Linked DNA regions of Sus scrofa: region 2 is linked to region 1. The links are chromatin contacts, called in public Hi-C maps. All regions are on one chromosome and are shown on one strand. The core of a region is the stretch at or near the end of the contact, and the rest is flanking DNA. Distances in the headings are between cores, read along the strand shown. Region 1 holds the start of CYP20A1 (cytochrome P450, family 20, subfamily A, polypeptide 1). Region 2 has its middle 40 kb from the start of CD28.

Region 1 (4,297 bases), core at 406-2,905:
AATGAACTTTTGGGAGTTCCTGTTGTGGCTCAGTGGAAACGAATCTGACTAGTATCCATGTGAACAAGGGTTAGATCCCTGGACTCATGCAAAGATCTGGCGTTGCCATGAGCTGTGGTGTAGGTTACAGACTTGGCTCGGATCTGGTGTTGCTGTGGTTGTGGTGTAGGCCAGCAGCTGCAGCTCCAATTCGACCCCTAGACTGGGAACTTCCATATGGGGTGGATGCAGCCCTAAAAAGCCAAAAAAGGAGATATGTTCCATGTTTATGTAATAAGTCATTTACCATAGAAGTTCTAAAATGCAACCTTCAGGAGTTCCCTGGTGACTTAGTGGGTTAAGGATCTGGCATTGTCACTGCTGTGGCAATGATTCCATCCATGGTCCAGAAACTTCTATGTGCCAGGGGAGCAGTAAAAAATGACACACACAAACACACACAAAACTGCAAAATGAAATCTGTAATGATTTCTCTTGCTGAACTGCTGCCTCCGTGTGACTTTAAATCTATAAAATCTATAATCTAAATTAAATCTATAAAATCTATTAATACTTTTAGGACATTTCCACTAAGTGGACACCAGTAAGTAGCAGGCCTTGAGTTATGTTATCCATGTCAAAACTTGGAGTCCCTTGAGACAGAAGAGGGATCCTAGGATATTTTTATGCTCTAGAAAATAGCCTAGGATTTTTGCTGTTGTTTGCAAAAGATATTGCACTATTCGTCATTTTTTTTTTTTTTTTTTGTCTTTTTGCCATTTCTTGGGCCATACCCGCGACATATGGAGGTTCCCAGGCTAGGGGTCTAATCGGAGCTGTAGCTGCCAGCCTACGCCAGAGCCACAGCAACGCGGGGATCCGAGCCGAGTCTGCAGCCTACACCACAGCTCATGGCAATGCCAGATCCTTAACCCACTGAGCAAGGCCAGGGATCGAACCTGCAACCTCATGGTTCCTAGTCGGATTCGTTAACCATTGAGCCACGACGGGAACTCCCGTCATTTGTTTTTTGATCTAAAAAAACAGTGAAACTTTTTGACACGCCCACCAGAAAAAACACATTCAAATAACATGGAAGAAAATGTCTCTGAATGTCTTTTTTCTATTTAACCGTCTTACACAGTTTATCTAACTGGCAATTCTGTAAACATAGGAGCTGTGCTAAATACTTTTCATAAAATATAAAATATCTAACTTAATCGTGTTTGACTCTAAGACGTTTCCATCAGTTTGGCTTAGGTCAGTGGTTCTCAATGCGTTTAATAGCGGTATTAAACCACAGATTGCTGTACCCCTCTCCCTCCCGCAGTGTCCGATTCTCTAGGTCTGTGATGGGATGGAGAATCTGCATTTTTACAAGTTCCCCAGTGATGCTGCCACTGGTGGTCCAGGGACCCCAGTATGAGAACGACGGGTTTAGTGGTTTTAATCAACCTTAAATTCTTAAACCTTAAAGTGCTGGTCGTGGAAGGGTGACGAGAAGTCCTAACGTTTTCTAGAAGCGGAGGTTCCCCTTCCCCAAGCAACCCCTTCCCGAGGTCGTGGGCGTGTCCTGGAGTCGTGCCCACTGGAACTCCGCCCCTGGGCGTGGCTCCGGCCCCCGGGCCGCTCCCGGGCGCCCAGTGGCCTCCTCGCCAGGCCCTGCGGGCCACGCCCTCAGCGGCCCTGGCGTTCGCACGTCCGGCGGGCCCTCCTCCCATTCCTCGGGTCTGGCCAGGCTGAGGCGCTGCTGTTCGGGCCGGGAAACCGAGACGTGGCTCCCGGGCGGAGGAACCATGTTGGACTTCGCGATCTTCGCGGTTACCTTCCTGCTGGCGTTGGTGGGAGCGGTGCTCTACCTCTACCCGGTAACGGCCGTCTCGGCCCTCACTGCCTTTCCCACATCCACGTCGCTCAGCCCGCAGCGGGCCGCAAGGGGCGGGCCCGAGGGAGGGCTTCCGCTCCCGCTCCCGCTCCCGCTCCGTCCACCACCGGCCCCGCGCGGGCCCCGTTTCCGAAGCACGTGATGCTTCGCAGGCGCGCGCTGCCCGCGTTGAGGATCAACCCGCGCGAGCGGTACGACCACCCTCAGAGGCAGAAACAGGCGTGCGGGCGGCTCAGATCTCTGCGCCCAGCATCGCCGCGTCATTCTTGGGGGGCAGGTCTGAAGTGCCCTGCTGGCTTTCGGTCGGTAACTCTGCCAACCCCAATTCCATTTTCTAGTGAGCCTGGGAGGAAACCAGGCTGCTTCACTCCTTTCTCCTTTCCGGAGGATTCCCCAAGTATTTCTTTCCTTGTGTCTTTCTGTTTGTCATTCCTGGAATCCAAATTCCTTTAGGGTGCAGATCGGGTCTTTCTCCTTGCAAGGCCTCACAGGCTACGGGGGTCCTGGAAATAGCTCTGAGCAGGGAGTTAACTGTGAGCTTCACTTGACTCTGAATCTGTTTTTTATCTCTTGGTCTCCTAGCCTTCTTGTCAACCTCGGAAGATGGTTCTGAAAACAAAATCATCTACAATGCAAGGTGGTGATTGTAGGAGAAGTTGTAAAGCAGCAGGACAGAGCCAAATATATCACTGACAATGACAGAACACCTCACATTATTTTCAGAGGTGGTAAATGGATTAGTTTGGAGTATTGCAACTAGACAATCTGAAACTTTCAGTGTATCTTTTTTTTTTTTCTGAAAAGTTAAAAATTCAGTTAACTCCAGATCTTGAATTTTTGACACTCTTCTAGTGACACTATTTGACCCTATTCTAGAAAGGGAAAACAGACAATATAAGCAAATAACATAGAGTTTGTTAGTGTTAAGTATTAGGGAGCTAAATAAATTTGGAAGTAGGTGCCATTGTAATTTTAGATGGTCAAGAGATAAGGAGAAATTTGAGCAGAGACCTGAAGGAGATGAAGGATCAGGCCACTCAGGTATCTGAGAAGCCATTTCAGGCAAAGAGAGCAAGTGCAGATCTTTAGGGGAAACATGTCTGGTGTGTTCCGGGAACACAAGGAGAGGGGTGTGGCTGGAGTGGAAGAGACTACCCAGAAGAATCAGGGATGAAGATGGGCAGTTTTTAGTTTAGGCCATTTTGTGGACTTGCCTTTACAGAAGAGTGGCATTTTAAATGTAAAGGAATTAAAATATAATTTTATTAAAGTTTAAAAGAATCATTTTGGCTGCCATGCTAAGAAAAGACTTAAGGGGAGTTCCCTGGTGGCCTAGCAGTTAAGGATTTGGTGTTGTCACTGCTGTGACTGAAGTTTGATCCCTGGGCCAGGAATTCTGCATCCTGTTGGTGCCACCAAAAAAGACCTGAGATAAGGGTGGAAGTGGGCAGAGTAATAAGGAGAATATTATAATTCTTGGCTTAGACCAAGATAGCAGTGGTAGAGATAGTGCGGAGGGATGGGGGAACACTTTATTAGGGGCATCATTAGTAACAGGAAGGAAGGTGGAATATGTGGGCACAAATGTAGGCAGATAGGTAGCTATGGTGTGTAAGTTATTCTTGATTGCTTTAATTTTTTTGATGAAATAGAAATGGGCTTATCAGTTATTGGTGAAGATAGGGGATTTGAAGAGAAAGAAGGAGCAAAATAGCCACCTGGAAGATTAGGAGAGTGAGGGACTAGGGAAATGAGATTTCCAGGCAGCTCATTTGAAGTTTGTGAAAAATTATAAATACTGGTCAGCATGGCTGTATTTTCCCCCAGCTGTTTTTCTTCAGCTCTGTGGGATCAAGGGCAGATGACAGAATATTGGGCTTAATTAGAATTGGTGTTTTGCCAGATGGTTATGACGGAAGGATACTGCGCAGAGGAGTGGTTATCATAATGGACCATGGAATCTAGCTGGGTAATGTGAGAAATGAGTATATGAGTTTTCCTTTTGGGGTAAAAATAATTTTTGGAGTCAAAATATTAAAAATAGAAGGAGGTCCTGTCTTGGCACAGCGGAAATGAATCCCACTAGGAGCCATGAGGTTTCAAGTTCGATCCTTGGCCTTGCTCAGTGGGTTAAGGATTTGGCGTTGCTGTGAGCTGTGGTATAGGTTGCAGAAATGGCTCAGATCTGGTGTTGCTGTGGCTGTGGTGTAAGCCAGAGGCTGAAGCTCCAATTAGACCCCTAGCCTGGGAACCTCCATGTGCCACAGGTGTGGCCATAAAAAATTGAAAAAAAAAAAAAAACAAAAAAACTTCCAGGGATGGTGAAGTTATTGGTCATGTCAGGACTGGTTGTACAACCATGGGAATGAGTGGCAGAGATCTGGTAGAAATTTGGGTGGGGGACAGATGGGTCAAGAAAGAAGATAAACTTCT
Region 2 (4,661 bases), core at 564-3,063, 390 kb after region 1:
TAGAGTTGAACTATCGTGATCTTTGTTCTTTCCTAACCAGCAAATGACCTGTTGTAATGACAACCTTTGGTTTTCAGCAGGCTTGCCTAGTTACTATACTTGAGCATATATGCCTGAGCTAATTTTCCATTTAACTGCTGAGGCTTTAAAATGTGGAAACGCCTCGTGGGCCTCTTCATTAAAGTGTTGGCCTGGTTTCTGCTGCTGGAGACAGCTGAGAAAAATTCAGCATGTGTCATATTTTCAAGACTTTCTTCCCTCCACCTAAATTTCTTGTATATTAAGATGGGTGTAAACAATGAGTGCTCTTCTATAAATCAGTGGCAACAAAGATGGCAACATCTTCTGCACATAGTGAGTGTTGCAATTTTGGGTCAGAGACAACTCCCTTTGAAAAGGCAGAATTAAAAAAAAAAAAAAAAAGATGAGCAAAATATATACTTCAGGAGACCAAATGGAATATCCTCTTCTGTGGATGCAGAGATACACTCTCCCTCTTCCCCTAAGGAAGCCAGATCCTGCATCATTTTTTTCTGCTCACGACTCAGCAGAAACACAATGCTTCATTTTATAGAGGCTGATTACAACACAATGACAGCACTATAATTTCCTTCAGGGTGAAATACTTCACTTGGCTTTAGGCCAGCTGAGCTCAGTGTCACTTAGCACTTCTGCAACTTCTGACACAGGCAAATACCTTCACGTGGGTGCATGCTGTATTCCTTTAGGAAGCATTTTTTAAAACATTGTCACAGCAACTCATTCGAATCAGCAGTTGGGGTTTTGCACGTGACCAGATTTCTTTTCCCTGATGCGGACATTGGAATAGCCCATAAACCACTGAAAGTGACTGTGCCACCCACTTCTTCTGAGGCCAAAGCGGTCATGAAATGAGTTTGGTGTGCAGAGGACCTTTTGGTTCTTTCGTCAGAGGAAACCTATAATTGTAAAATTCCTCCTTGGTTCCATCGTTCACATAGACCTAAGGAGTGTTCCCTTGTCTTTTTCTGATTATGTGGGATGTGGTCAGTCTTGATGTTGTGTTGAAGAAGTTATAGACAGTTAAGTAAACATCTTAAGGAAAAAGCTAAGATCTAAAGCTAGGAACACTTCACATATTTGTCTATTAAGAAAAAAAAGATACTCCCCCCCTCCCCCGACAAAAAAAAGCCTCTTTCCTACCCCACCCCCAACACCTGTCTCCTTGTTATCACTGTGACTTTGCCCCAGGACACTGTCTCTACATAAAAGTTGGGTAATTCTTACTTCCTGAACGGGACCTACCTAACTGCTGGCACGTAATAGTCATCTCCCACATGGACAGGCCCAGTGGCTGCTGTGTGACGGGAGGGGACATATGAGAAGGGTGAGGGAAGGACAGCTGTGGAGCAGGTCTTTGATCCAACAGCAAAGCTAAGACCAGCCAATTAGACATCACATTCTCCTTTGGCAATCTGACCTGACAAGCGTGCCACAACTACTTCCAAAGACTTCCCTCTTTTTGGCTTAGATTGGGGGTGGGATGAGGATAGAAAATGAGAAGTCCAAAGGGGAAAATGACGTATTTGTTTCTTCACCTATTTATTGACTCCAAACAACAAACACTTACTACATGGTCTTTAGGGGATCAGGTGCTGTGCTCAGTGTTTCACATGCAATTTCTCTTAATTCTCACAATCCCATCAAGGAGATGAGTTTCAATCTTCATTTAGCAATGGAGAAAACTAAGCCTTTGGAGAGGTTGAGAAACTTGCCCAAGGTCACACAGATAAGAAGCAAAGCTGGGACAGTATCCTGCTCTGGGGACAAGCCTGTGCTCTTCACCACTGTGCTACACTGCCTCCCTGTGTTAGAACATCTTTAATCTTTTCTCCCCAGGATGGAGGAAGCTAAGCAGAAAAGAAACCTGTTAATTGGTAGATGTTTGGAAGGATGATTTCTTTGTCATTATATTGATGCTATAGTATTTATAGTAGAGTATGTCGAATTGTTACGTTTATATGAAACAGCGAGGAAACTTAAAGAGGCTTGAACAAAGTAATTCAAGCTGTTTGATTCTAACATGTGATTATAATGATCTCTTTCTGTTGGCCTCTGTCTGTCTGGCTTTCTGAAGTGATCTTTTGTTTTGCAGGAACAGTTGTTACTGAGCAATACCAGCTGCAAGGGAACAATTCCTGACATTACCTCCTCCCTGCTCTCCTCTTTCTTCCCTCCCCACAACCTCCGGTCCTGGCAAGTGCTATTATTTTGAATGGATATGATTGGCAGGGACGGGAAGCTCTCACATTTATTTCTGTGATACAACTTATTGAAGCAAAAGCTTACTCCAAAAGAGGCCCCAGCCCTGTATCAGGTTCAGACACAAACCTTCAGGGGAGAAAAGGGCTGCCAATACGATTTAGTTGGAAGATGGAAAACAGAGGGAAGAGGAACACTTTGGGAAATTTTGAGCTCTCTGATGTTCACAGTCTCCTCTTTTTGGCATCCTGAGAGATAGTTATGTCGCAGAGCACAAGCTGCAATAAAGAGAGTATCTAGGATCATATAATGTCTTCTGATGGAGATGTTAGATTTAGGGTTGGTCTAATTTACTTTGACTTTATTTCTGAAAATTGCCTCTGGGATGCAGAATCTGTCCTTAAATTAAAGCGTTCGCTTAATTTCATATTTCCTCTGAAGGAGTAGGTTCACATAACCAAAATCAGATAATCATAGATAACCCAAATCTGTATGTATCCCCAGGTCTTTTACAAAAGTATAAAGCCTTCTGTTGTATTGAAGGTTCTCAATCTTCTGTGTTTGTAGCATACTTTCAAGTGCTGGAATTGTTGGAAACACAAATGAAGGGCTTCAAAGAATCAAAACTATGCCACCATCTCAAGTATGATAAAACCGATCTCATGGTGTCCATAAAAATAACTAGAGCAGAGCACAGCTTGTGTGATTGCTTTTCGGTGCTCTGTCTAGGTTCAAGGACAGCTGTTTACTGCCCTGAACTTGATGTCTGATATGTTTGTGGAACAAACTGTTTACATGTTTCAGAAAATATACCGTCTTTCTTTGTGGCTGGTCCTGCTATTACTCTTTGCAAGATGAATCCTGGCATCTCAGTAACAGTATGTGTACTCAGTGGCAGCAGATATGATTTTTTTTCAAAATTTGGTAAAGTGTTCAGATTCTGGGGTGCCATAGCATCCAGTTTGAAAACCATTGCCTTATGTACTTGCAAGGTAAATCAGGATAAAAGGAAGAGCAGATGGAGAAAAGAGAAATGCATCTGAGGGAACTGCCCAAATGGCCCTCCCCTAGCAGATTAAAGCAAATATTTAGGCTTCTCTGGGTGGGTGACAATGCTTTTCATGTTAGTGACATTCAGGGTTGGCTGCTTGGGCGGGGGTGGGGAGCACTTAGACATGACGTAGCTTGGTAAAGTCTGGATAATTAATCAAGAATTCCAGTGGATTTTATAGTTTGATTATTTAGATGTGGATATGTGGAAAATATTAAATATGTATACTTCAAAGTTGTCAGTTGTTGGGTATTAAAGGAAGGATCCAGTTGGCAAGTGCCTGGCATGCATTTAGAGAAGCTTGTGGCATTATCACTCTATGTTCAAAGCTACCCAAGTGATTTGAAGGTGATTAGGCAGGTTTATTTTATTCATATGCACATGAATTTAGGAATTTGGATGGGAAACTTTCTTTCTTTCTTTTTTTTTTTAAAGCATATGTTTGAAGTTGATCCCAAATACTGCAGAATTCATTCCTCAACTTTCTTAGTATGATTAGCAAATGTAAGTCTGAGTAGTTTTGAGAAATGGGCCAGAAGGGGAAGGGATAAATAAAACCCAACATATTTCGGAGTTAGCCTGTGCCTAATGCTTACATGCAGTGTGGTTGGGATAAAACTACCTGGTTCAAACATTTGTTGATAGTCTACCACATACCAAATCTAAATCCTAGGCTCCGGGAATAAAATAGCAAATAAGACAGATATGTTCCCATTGTCACTGATCTTAAATTTTAGTGGGGGAGCCAAATAATAAACAAGTATACAAATAAATATATGACATGGCAAATGGGGAGGAATAGAGAGTCACAGGGTGAGAAGGAGCCACCAGTGCTAATTCCTAATGGGCAGGTAGGGAAGGACAGCTGACAAGGTGAAGTTTGAACAGAGAACTGGTGAGCCATATGGGTGTGGCAACTCTGTTCCAGGATGAAGAACATCAAAGGCAATGAACCTGACCGAGGTGGCAGAATGATCGGCAAGCTCAATAGCAATAAGAAGACCACTGTGACTGTATCAGAGTGAGACAAGATGGCACTGGTACTTGATAAGATGAAGGGTTTGGGGAGAATCATGTTGGTCCTTGCAGATCACTGTGAGAGGAATCCACTGGAGAGTTTTGAGCAGAGGAGGGACATGCCCAGGCTTCTATTTTGGTTGCTGTGTGGGAGACATGGGGGCAGGGAGTGTGGTTAGGAGGCTGTTTTCTATAATCCAGGTGAGGAATGGTGGTGGCTTGGACCAGGGTAGCAGTGGTGGCTGTGCTGAGACGTGGTCAGATTCTGGATGAATTTTAAAGATAGAGCTGACGTGATTTGCTGCTGGATTGAATACGGAATGTGAAAGAAAAAGAGGAGGCAAAGATGGCT

The links. Hi-C and Micro-C count contacts between places; a contact is called where the count stands out from the background.
Region 2: a contact with region 1 is called in a Hi-C map of retroperitoneal adipose tissue, with 2.0 times the contacts expected there. The contact joins the enhancer-like site here to the promoter of CYP20A1 in region 1. A contact is called at or near these places in 4 of 47 Hi-C or Micro-C datasets (embryonic fibroblasts, heart right ventricle, liver and 1 more).

Annotation. Positions count from the first base shown.
Region 1 is chr15:106,695,067-106,699,363 of Sscrofa11.1, forward strand. It overlaps CYP20A1 (cytochrome P450, family 20, subfamily A, polypeptide 1), which reads left to right and starts at 1,656. Exons shown (of 13, transcript NM_001315809.1): 1 at 1,656-1,847. The coding sequence starts at 1,776.
Region 2 is chr15:107,086,213-107,090,873 of Sscrofa11.1, forward strand. No RefSeq gene overlaps it. Among named protein-coding and RNA genes, the nearest start is that of CD28, 40 kb to the right of the region's middle. Within about 2 kb of position 1,814, at least 29 of the 83 cell types and tissues checked have an H3K27ac peak or open chromatin away from gene starts, as enhancers often do. A contact at or near this core is called in liver and retroperitoneal adipose tissue, where this site is marked.